Regions from separate parts of the Sus scrofa genome. Here all the other regions are linked to region 3. A link is a contact called in public Hi-C and promoter capture Hi-C data. All regions are on one chromosome and are shown on one strand. Each heading gives the region's core, a stretch centred on a gene start, on an enhancer-like site or on the middle of the called end of the contact. The rest is flanking DNA. Distances are from core to core; before and after follow the strand shown. Region 1 holds the start of LOC106510532 (zinc finger protein 345). Region 2 holds the start of ZNF527 (zinc finger protein 527). Region 3 holds the start of LOC106510528 (zinc finger protein 461).

What was found. Promoter capture Hi-C pulls out the DNA fragments that hold promoters and counts their contacts. A called contact is a pair of places that touch in the nucleus more often than the background predicts.
Region 1: a promoter capture Hi-C map of fetal skeletal muscle shows a contact between it and region 3, with 5 times the contacts expected there. The contact joins the promoter of LOC106510532 here to the promoter of LOC106510528 in region 3. A contact is called at or near these places in 2 of 5 promoter capture datasets (fetal skeletal muscle and liver) and 1 of 47 Hi-C or Micro-C datasets (heart right ventricle).
Region 2: a Hi-C map of skeletal muscle shows a contact between it and region 3, with 5 times the contacts expected there. The contact joins the promoter of ZNF527 here to the promoter of LOC106510528 in region 3. A contact is called at or near these places in 1 of 5 promoter capture datasets (liver), 2 of 47 Hi-C or Micro-C datasets (heart right ventricle and skeletal muscle) and 1 of 2 datasets of contacts at active chromatin or transcription factors (skeletal muscle).

What each region holds. Positions count from the first base shown.
Region 1 is chr6:46,611,221-46,614,652 of Sscrofa11.1, reverse strand. It overlaps LOC106510532 (zinc finger protein 345), which reads left to right and starts at 1,274. Exons shown (of 3, transcript XM_013998463.2): 1 at 1,274-1,392; 2 at 2,282-2,356. It overlaps LOC102164415 (zinc finger protein 420-like), which reads left to right and starts at 1,335. Exons shown (of 11, transcript XM_021097540.1): 1 at 1,335-1,392; 2 at 2,282-2,356. The coding sequence starts at 2,324.
Region 2 is chr6:46,302,085-46,305,291 of Sscrofa11.1, reverse strand. ZNF527 (zinc finger protein 527) reads right to left here and starts at 1,258. Exons shown (of 5, transcript XM_013998435.2): 1 at 1,048-1,258.
Region 3 is chr6:45,742,558-45,745,712 of Sscrofa11.1, reverse strand. It overlaps LOC106510528 (zinc finger protein 461), which reads right to left and starts at 1,869. Exons shown (of 4, transcript XM_021097140.1): 1 at 1,723-1,869. The coding sequence starts at 1,731.

The sequences.
Region 1 (3,432 bases), core at 25-2,524, 870 kb before region 3:
TGAGCTACAGAGCCAGAGCTGCAACCTCCCTTTTAGCTGGGGGCAACCCTGGAATCCAATGGGAATCCAACTGGCACCTCCAACAGTGACCATAGCCGCTGCAGCCAGATTCTTAACCCACTGGCCATGGCAGGAACACCGACATGCTCTTATTATTACAATTTGAAGAGGAAATGGAAGCTGAGAGGACTTTTCCTCCTCTAGCCCATCCACCCATGCAGTGACCTACATTCACGTTCTGAAACACACACAGATCCACACACAATCTTGCCCTGACACACACACACACAATTACTCCCAAACACACGTGTCCACAATATGAACCTCCATCCTCCCAAAGCCACTCAGAATCTTGTTCCCACCTCTCTCTCACACTCATCAATTTTACCCACATACTGTCCCTCATTAATTCAACTAACCCCTAAATGTAGTCATGCCCGCAATCTCATCATGGTCTCACACTAGGGCCCTCCTTTGCCCGCTCTCACGTACATGACTGAGCTGTGGATTCCCCCCTTCTAACTCCCTAAGCTGCTTTGGTCCCAGACACTCAGGTCTCACGTTCGGTTTGCTCTTCTGGCTCCCCAACACGTTCCACAGCAACTTGCCCAGGGAGCATTTGCGCGTTCCCGCGGCAAAGCATAATTCTAAGCAGCGTCTTGAGCATTTATTTAACAGAGATCAGGCCCCACTTTAGCGCCTAGGGAACGCAATCCCTTTGGCCACTGGCAAAGTCCTGGACTACATATCCCAGGAGGCCATGGGACCCAGCATGTTGCACGGTGAGCGCCCAAAACCTGAGAGCCATACTCTGAGGCCGGGCTGTGTGAAAGTTGCAGCCGACAGTCACATAAGGAAGATTTTATTGAAGACTTTATTAAAGATAGGGAAGAGATACTGAACCCAACTTGGTCTATAACAGTAACCGGGGATTAATAGCCAATGGTCAGGGTGATGGAGTGGATGCAAAAAAAAAAGAGGAATTTGGTTAAGTATCCGGTAGGGGGATTTTTTTCTTGCTGAACTGGGGTCAGTAGATCAAGGACGAGGTCTAAGTCAAGAAGAGGGCCCAAAGGAGCTTGACTAAAGTTTGGTCGAGCGAGTTCTTTTCAGCTAAGCCTCGCGGAAGCCTCCCGTACGCTGCAGGTCCAAGCTCTTAACTACTGGGGAACTGGATAAACTGGAGACAGCTTTTAGCCCCCGTCGCCTTCTGGACTACATCTCCCAGAGGCCTCTAGGCCTAATGCCCCCTCCCGCGAGAACTATACCCGCTGCTGAGAGTGGGCGGGGCGTTCTGGCGGGTTGGGGGAAATGGCTTCGGGGTGCTGTGAGAGCTGCTAGGCTCAATTTAAGTAGAGTGGAGCCGTGCTGACCAGACCAGAGGAATAGTAGGTGAGATGTCCTGGAGCCTGGGGTTGGGACCGCGCCTGTCGGGAACCTCTGGCCTCTACGGGAGTCAGTTGAGAAGGGGAGATTGTGAGGAGCGTATGTGTCTGTGATTGTGTCTTTGTGTCTGTGTGGCCGCGTACCGAACTCTGAGGGCGGGGAGGCGGGCTTGATTTGCAGTTTTGATTGTGCTTGTATGACTGGGTGTGACACGAGAGTGCGATGTTCCTTGACTGCGGTTGTAAAACTGTGTATCCTTTTGGGGTGTGTGTGTGTGTGTGTGAGATTATGATCATTTGCTGAACCACGGGTGTGGAGGAAGACTTTATTAAAGACTTTATTAAAGAGAGGGAAGAGATATTTGCCTGTGAGATTTATGGCTGTTTCCCCTTGGGGGGTGTGTGTGTGTGAGAGAGAGAGATTGATTGATTTGTGGTGGTAGGATGCATGTGAATTTGTTGCCATTGTGTCCCCGTGGTAGGTGTCACTGGGTATGTGAGAATGTGGTGTGCCTGTGACTCTGCTGTTCTGACGGACTGCCCTGTGGTGTGTGTAATTGTGTGGCTGTCTGCAGCCCATTGTGTTGGAGGTCTGAGGTGCCTGTGTCCCCGTAGTGTGAGTTTGTATGATTATGTGTATCCATCTAGCACTGTAGGTGTGGGGCGTCTTTGTCTTGGAGCCTCTATGACTCCAGCGCTCTGTTCCCCGGAGACCTTTGTTAGCTCAGGGACAGATTCTGCCCAGAACTGCAAATGACCCTGCTCTTGTCTGTAATGGTGGTATTGAGCAGGACGCCCGAGCTTTGTCTGACCTACATCTGTAGGTGATGGGCGGTAATTTGACTTGGGGCTTCCAGAAGAGCCTGGTTTCTCCTGACTCCTTTTTCCCTCCTCAGCTCTGCTCTGCTTGAATAGAATCTTCCAGAGTGGAGTAGAGAATGGCTGTTGAACATCCTCAAGGCACCTGCAAGGTAGCTTGTCGTTTCTTGAAATCCTCTTTTCTTTGTCAGTATGTAACTGGCTTTCCTCCTCTTGAAAATTCTTGCCTATCAGATGACCTGATCCCCGGAATTTTTCATGTGTGAAATGTGATTTAAACCAAACCCCCATTCACACATGCACCTTTCTCTTTCTAATTTGTCAAATGGTTTAATTTTTTCTCCAGCTGTCTTAAAAAAACCCAACTATTTCTTTTTTAATATAAAATTAAAACATGATTGTTTTAAATAATTTCAAAAGTATGGCAATCCCCAATGAAGAAAATTTAAATTCCTACCTAAAACTAATGGCAACATTTTGATATTTTTTTCTCAGCATGTTTTATGTACATATATAAAATGTGATTTTAAAAAATTGAATTTATTCAGCATTTACTATTTTATAACCTTCATTTTTACATAAAATTATATTTTCCCCACATAATTTAATATTGGACACATTTTTAGAGGTACATATTTATTTGAAATGCCTATGGCTTATTTTTTAAATTTCAAATTAGATACACACATGCCATTTAATATCCATTTGTGCAGTTTAACAAATAATATAACGACTTGTGTAAAGAGAGGCTGCAAGGGGAAAAAAAAGACTCATGTAAGGAATACCCAGGTCCAGTAAAAGAATACAGCCATCTCTAAAGCAGCCTGATATATGCCTCCACAACCTGGAGGCACTTCTGGTGACAACCACTTTGTCTTTCATTAGAACTTTGGTGTGAATTCCAAAACCACATAGATTCAGTTTTTGTCTGTTTTATATTTTGGCATGAATAAATATTCTTTTGTGTCTTTTTTCATTAAAAATGTTTGTGAACATTTTCATATTTCTATAACTACAGTTCATTTTTCCCATTGCTATATATGTGTCTATATATATGTGTGTGTGTGTGTTATATGTATACACACACACTATCTCATTGCATGATAATATCAATTTACTTGCTTCCAGTTTTTGGCTATTTCAAGCAATGGGACTGTGACTATTTTATGCACATATTTTGGTACATGTGTGCTTGAATTTCTTTGTATACTAAAATTGTTAGTAAATT
Region 2 (3,207 bases), core at 9-2,508, 560 kb before region 3:
TAAAAATAAAAAATAAATCTCAAACTCCATGGCTTCCTAAAGAGAGGAAGCCGGGGTTTCCAGATTGGGCTTTTCGCCCCCAAAAGCAGCCAGTATGACGACGATCTCACCACAATGTCTTTACATGGGGTTCTGTGACTCTCAAAGGGACTGAAGAGACTCAGATTAAAGTTCCAGATCCAGAAAGCACAGACAATCCTCTACACAACACCCTCAGAAACTAGGGGCCCCATCTTTTGCTATCACAACATGGGAAAGATCAAGGGAGTTTAGTACTTAAAAGCAAGGATGCTGGGGCCAAATAGCGTGGGTTTAAGTCCCAGATCTGTCTCTTAGTAAACTGTACCAACGTGGGTGAGTAATTTTAATCCTACCATAATCTACTGTGCCTCATAATCACACAGTAGGTTTCACACAAACATACAAATTCTCACCTGATCACACACATATACTTGGTTACACAATCACACCTGCAATGTTACACACATACACAGTGGCATAAACACAAAGACAGAGATGATGATACGCAAGCACTCCAACAGAGAGACAATCACACACAACCTCATACACAGTGACATACCACAAAAGGTCACACATCCTGCCACAATTACTCATACAAAATTATACCTGCAGAGGTAGATGGTCATGGGCACAAAATCACACCTTCTGTCACACACATTCAAACGCACTTATCTCCACAGAGACAAGTGATCTAACATAATCATTCACACACATCCACATGGCGACACACACACCATGTCACACCCAGTGTCTCACAAATCTATGCACAACAGCACCTGCAGAGAGAGACCCACATAAACGCACACATAGAGTTTTACACCAGACAGACGGGTCACAGTCGCGCACAATCATACACTTGGTGGCATAGAAGAACACACTGTCACACCCCCAGCCTCTCACGTAGCTATACTTGGTGACACACGGTCTCCCCAAAGGCACCCGCCTGGTCCCCATCCCAGCCCCTACTGGTCCACTCCAAGCCCGGCCCTGACCGCCAGCTCTCGCGCGCAGCCAGGCCCCACTCACCTCCCAGCGCCGCTGGCTCTGGAAACCCGCCCAGCGACCCGAGACTCGCAACGTAGCCTCCCAGGATACCCCGCGGGGCGGAGCGGGGCGGGGACTGAGGCGCGGGGCACCCTGACTTCGGCTGGGAAAACATGCAAATACGGGAACCTGGTCGTAGCGACGTAGCTTTTCCTTCAGACCCTGAGGACCACGAGCCCCAGAACGCTTTGCGTCTCGGCCTATTTGCAGAATGAACTACATTTCCCAGAGGGCCCCGAGCGCGCCTGCGCTACAGGCGGAAGCTGCCTCAGGTGCGGAGACCAGAACATTGTGTGACCCTGGGCGATTTGGGCACTCAAGTGACCATGGGCGTCTGTGTGAGGGACTGGTGGAGCTGCGCTGGTCCGTGACTGTTATTGAATCCCTGGGTGTGGCGGTTTGTGTGTAACTCTCGATGCACACTTGTGCTTGCGCACGTCTGGGCGACGAGCTGTCAGTGTAGTGAGCCTCTGTATTTTAGATCACATCCTGTGATAGGTCGCTGTGTGACAGATCGTCGGTCTGTGATGCCAAGAATGGGAGAGTGATTGTTGGGTATGTAAGGGTCTGTGGCAGGCTTTGGCCATGACGTTTCTGTAAGTGTGTTCTTATCCCAGAGATCGCAGTTTACTGATAACGGGCGATGAAGCTTTGTTTCTAGGTTTGTCTTTAGGATTGAGTCCGTGATAGAGGTCTTTGTGTGTCTCTGTGTACCCGACTCCAGGTGTAACTGTTCTCCCACCTCTCACCCCTGGCCATGGGCAGAGTCATTGCTATCCTCTTTTTTATATCCCTTCTCTTCTTGCTGTTAATGTGATACCAGGCACTGGAGGGCAACTAGATTCTAATTGTAGGAAAATGCTTATTTGCACCAAAGCCTTTTTTTTTTTTTTTTTTTTTTTTTTTTTTTTGTCTTCTGTCTTTTTAGGACCGCATCTGCAGCATATGGAGGTTTCCAGGCTAGGGGTGGAATAGGAGCTGTATCCGCCGGCCTACACCACAGCCACAGCAACTCCAGATCCAAGCCACGTCTGAGATCTACACCACAGCTCCTGGCAATACCGGATCCTTAACCCACTGAGTGAGGCCAGGGATTGAACCTGCAACCTCATGACAGGGAACTCTTTCTTTCTTTTTCTCTCTCTCTCTCTCTTTTTTTTTTTTTTTTTTTTTGCAAAGGCATTTATGATGTAGCCAATAGCTTGGTGGTTTCTTTTGTTGCTGTTTCTACCTTTTCACTTTACAACTAATTGTGGCCCAGCTTTAAGAAAACTGTCCACAGAAGGACAAGAGTTACAAATGTGTGAAGAAGGAAGGTTAAAGTGAACTTCATGATATTAGATTGGAACTAGAGATATCCATATGAACTGATAATTTTTTTTAGACAGACATGTTTGTATATACACAGATATAAATTTTCTAGCTCTGTCGACAGCGATGGCCTTAGAGCAGTGGCCACATCTATCACCTAGATCTTGGTTTCTAAATATCACTCTCCACAAAAAGGAACCATGGTTTCTTGGCTAATTTAAGGACTGGTGCTGGGAAAGTACAAGATCAGCATTTAATATCTTGCACTATCAAAAGTTAAGGAGATGAGGAGTTCCCACTGTGGCTCAGTGGTAACGAATCCAACTATTATCCATGAGGACTCGGGTTCAATCCCTGGCCTCGCTCAGTGGGTTAAGGATCTGGCATTGCAGTGAGCTGTGGTGTAGGTCGAAGATGTGGCTCTGATCTGGTGTGGCTGTTGTGTAGGCTGGCAGCTACAGCTCTGATTTGACCCCTAGCCTAGGAACTTCCATATGCCCCGGGGGGGGGGGGGCCTAAAAAGACCGAAAAAAAAAATTAAGGAGATGCTCAAAAGGATGATGGGATGTGCCAAAAAGACACAGGGGACAGCTTGAAGGGGCTCCTACTGGCTAAATCTAGGAAACATTGAGATAAAAGTTATAAAAAGGATATGTAATACATCCCGTAGTAACCCAATTCACCATTCAGAGGCAAACTGTCAAGGTTCCAGCAAGAAACCAGAATTCTTAATTTTCCTCTTCTCTTCCACCTTCCAAATCTTGTGCAAATGCCTCTGACACTCTAACTAGGAGTCATATGGAAAAGAGAATTCTGAGAACTGTAGTTCAC
Region 3 (3,155 bases), core at 620-3,119:
TAAGCCATGACAGGAACTCCCAAAAAGCCTTATCTTTTAATGAGGAATTACAAAACAATATGTATTGTAGTCCAATCTTTGGAAGAAAAATACTTATGTCCATAAGCATACATGTATTTACATAAGGGTGAAACCGTCTGCAATAAAATGTTCAGAGTGGTTTAAGAATTATAGATAACTTTTATTTTAAAGTAATATAACAAAGGAATTTTTTTTCTTTTTAGGGCTGCACCTGCAACATATGGACATTCCCAGGTCCAGTCAGAGCTACAGATGCCGACCTACACCACAGCCCCAGCCATGCAGGATCCCAGCCATGTCTGACTCCTATACCACAGCTCAAGGCGACGCCAGATCCTTAACTCACTGAGCAAGGCCAGGGATTGAACCCACATCCTCAAGGATACTGGTCAGGTTCCTTACTGCTGAGCCACAATGGAACTCCCATAACAAAGGAATTTTTGAAGGTTAATATGAACATTTCAGGGAAGAAGCAGCACTCAATAATCTTAGACACTTTTTGTACATGCAACAGTGCTATTCTTTTAGCCCATTTGAGGTGGGGTTTTTTTGGTCTTTGTGCCATTTCTTGGGCCGTTCCCACGGTATATGGGAGGTTCCCAGGCTAGGGGTCTAATCGGAGCTGTAGCTGCCAGCCTACACCAGAGCCACAGCAACGCGGGATCCGAGCCACGTCTGCGACCTACACCACAGCTCATGGCACCGCTGGATGGTTAACCCACTGAGCAAGGGCAGGGATCGAACCCGAAACCTCATGGTTCCTAGTTGGATTCGTTAACCACTGCGCCACGACGGGAACTCCCCATTCGAGGTGTTTCTAAGGGGAATGGCAGAAATAGTGAGGCAGAGAAAAATTATGAGATAACAGGCTTTTCCTGCAGCTCAAACTTTGTGTGACTTTTGAGTGTGATATGCAGTAGCCAGAGCCGTGGAGACTACATTTCTATGATTGTGTGAGCTATGTTTCTATGTTCTAGGTCATAAGTTTCTGCTCTATGTTATGTTCTCTATTTCTATGATTCTTGTGTGAGCTCTTCAGATCCTGTGAGAGCTCTTCAGTTGAGGAAGTAGACTAAGTTGGCAAGGGTAGTGCTTGTTTGTTTTTTGGCTGCGCCTGTGACATGTGCAAGTTCCTAGGCCAGGGATCGAACCCGGGTCACAGGAGTGACCCAAGCCACTGCAAGGTGATAGTGCAGTTGGATCCTTAACCTGATGAGCCATAAGAGAACTCCAAGAGTAGTTTTTTTGTTTTCATTACTTGCTGTTGCTATAATATATGTCGCTTTGCCTGAAGTTTTGTGATAATAAACATGGGGTAGCTTATGTGATTTTGGTTTTATGACGCGTGTATGAATCCACAGGTGACTACTGGAATGTCTCCCTAACTACTTCGTTGCGTGGTTGTAAGGGTTTGTGTAAATGTGCTTTTCTTTTATATAAATAAATGGGGCTTACACAAAGAGCCAATTGCAATCATGGTCACAAACACAAACGTCATTTACACATATGCCCATGCACACAATTACACTGTCACAAAAGCATGACTCCAGGAGCTGTCACAACAGCCAAATACACTTAGTCCGGAGACTAATTTCCGTCACACACCCACATCCTAATCCCTCCCTCCGGTTGCTCCTGCACTTAGAAACCTAACACTCCAGACACTCCTCTTGCCAGTCCTGGGGCGACAGGATTCGTTACCTTCAGCATCCTCAGGAGGAGCTCTGGTCCAAGCTCTGACTCGAATTCCAGGACCCACGCAGAGCCCTGCCTACTGAACCCGTCCTGGGAAGCCCTCAACCGCCTCTGCCGCTGACCATTCACCCGACGTTCCTACCGGAAGTAGCTCTGGCGCGCTGTGGGCTCTGGGAAACGTAGTCCGCGAGCAAGGAGCCTGGGAGGCTAGCGAAGTAGGTAGATCTTCCGCCAGACTTCCTGCCGCACCTGCGCGCTTTCAATGAGGCTATGAGAGATGCCACCACCGCCCAACTGAGGGGCGCAAACTCGGATCTGATGCAGAGAGCTTCAGCCTCTGCTGTGCGGTTGCTATGCTGGATGTGTTTTCTGTCCACGTATCCGAAAGCGCGTCAGATCGAGAGGGAGAGGATTATGTGACAGCGAGTGGAGGGTGTCAAGCGTGAGAAAACTCGTATGTGAAAGCGGATGTGGTGCATACTTGTATAGGTTTAGGCGGTGAGCTTGGCCACGCGCAGTGTTTGTGTGGTGGCATAATGTGATGTGATTTAGGTATGCGCTTGAGACAGTGATTGGTTACTCATGATTGCGGGTGGCGCGGTTACACAGGCAATGACCTTGTAACATTCAGTGTGCCAGGTCTACCTGTGACTACTGGGAGGATTTGGCTGTGGCGAGTGTCCGCGGGTGAATTTCACTAGAGAAGGGAGGAAGCTTGTCTCTTAGGACTAGGAGGCACCGAATGGATGAATCACAGATTCCTGGTGAAGGGTGAACTGGTTCTGAGCCTTATCTTGGCGGTGGAGGGGAGGGGGGGGTTGTGAGGTGATACTGTGTGTCTAAGTGTGCATGAGAGACTGGAATTAACTGAGAGGGGTGGAAACTAGTACAGATTAACTGCCAGAAGGGACAAATCTATGGTAAAGATTTTTAACCTTGCTGAGAGGCCAGAAACCCTATCTCTTGTGTGAGGAAATGTATCTGTGAGAACATGGGATTGTGTTTCTTTGTCGATTCTTGATCATATGTGTGAGATGGTGTGCACTTGAGACTATCACTGGGAGAGAGTGTTGAGTGAAACGTACGAAGTTTGTGAAAGTGGTTTGTGACTAGAGCCAAATCTCTGGATGAATTTTATGACAGTGAAAATATATGTTCAGTGAGTGAGTATAATGCTGTGATTTGAGTTTGATATTTTAACTGAGTATGATTGGGTAGGAGATCACATGAGAGATTTGGTAGATACATTTTTGTGTGTGTTAGAAGGCAACTTATGTAAGTTAAAATCTTGATAGAGATAGTGTATATGGTTGTGATTTTATATTAGTAACTACATGAGAGACTGCAGTATTACAAGTGTGTGAGATTGAGTTTACTACCTATAAAAAGACAATGATGGGAATTCCCATAGTGGCTCAGTGGTTAATGAATCCGACTAG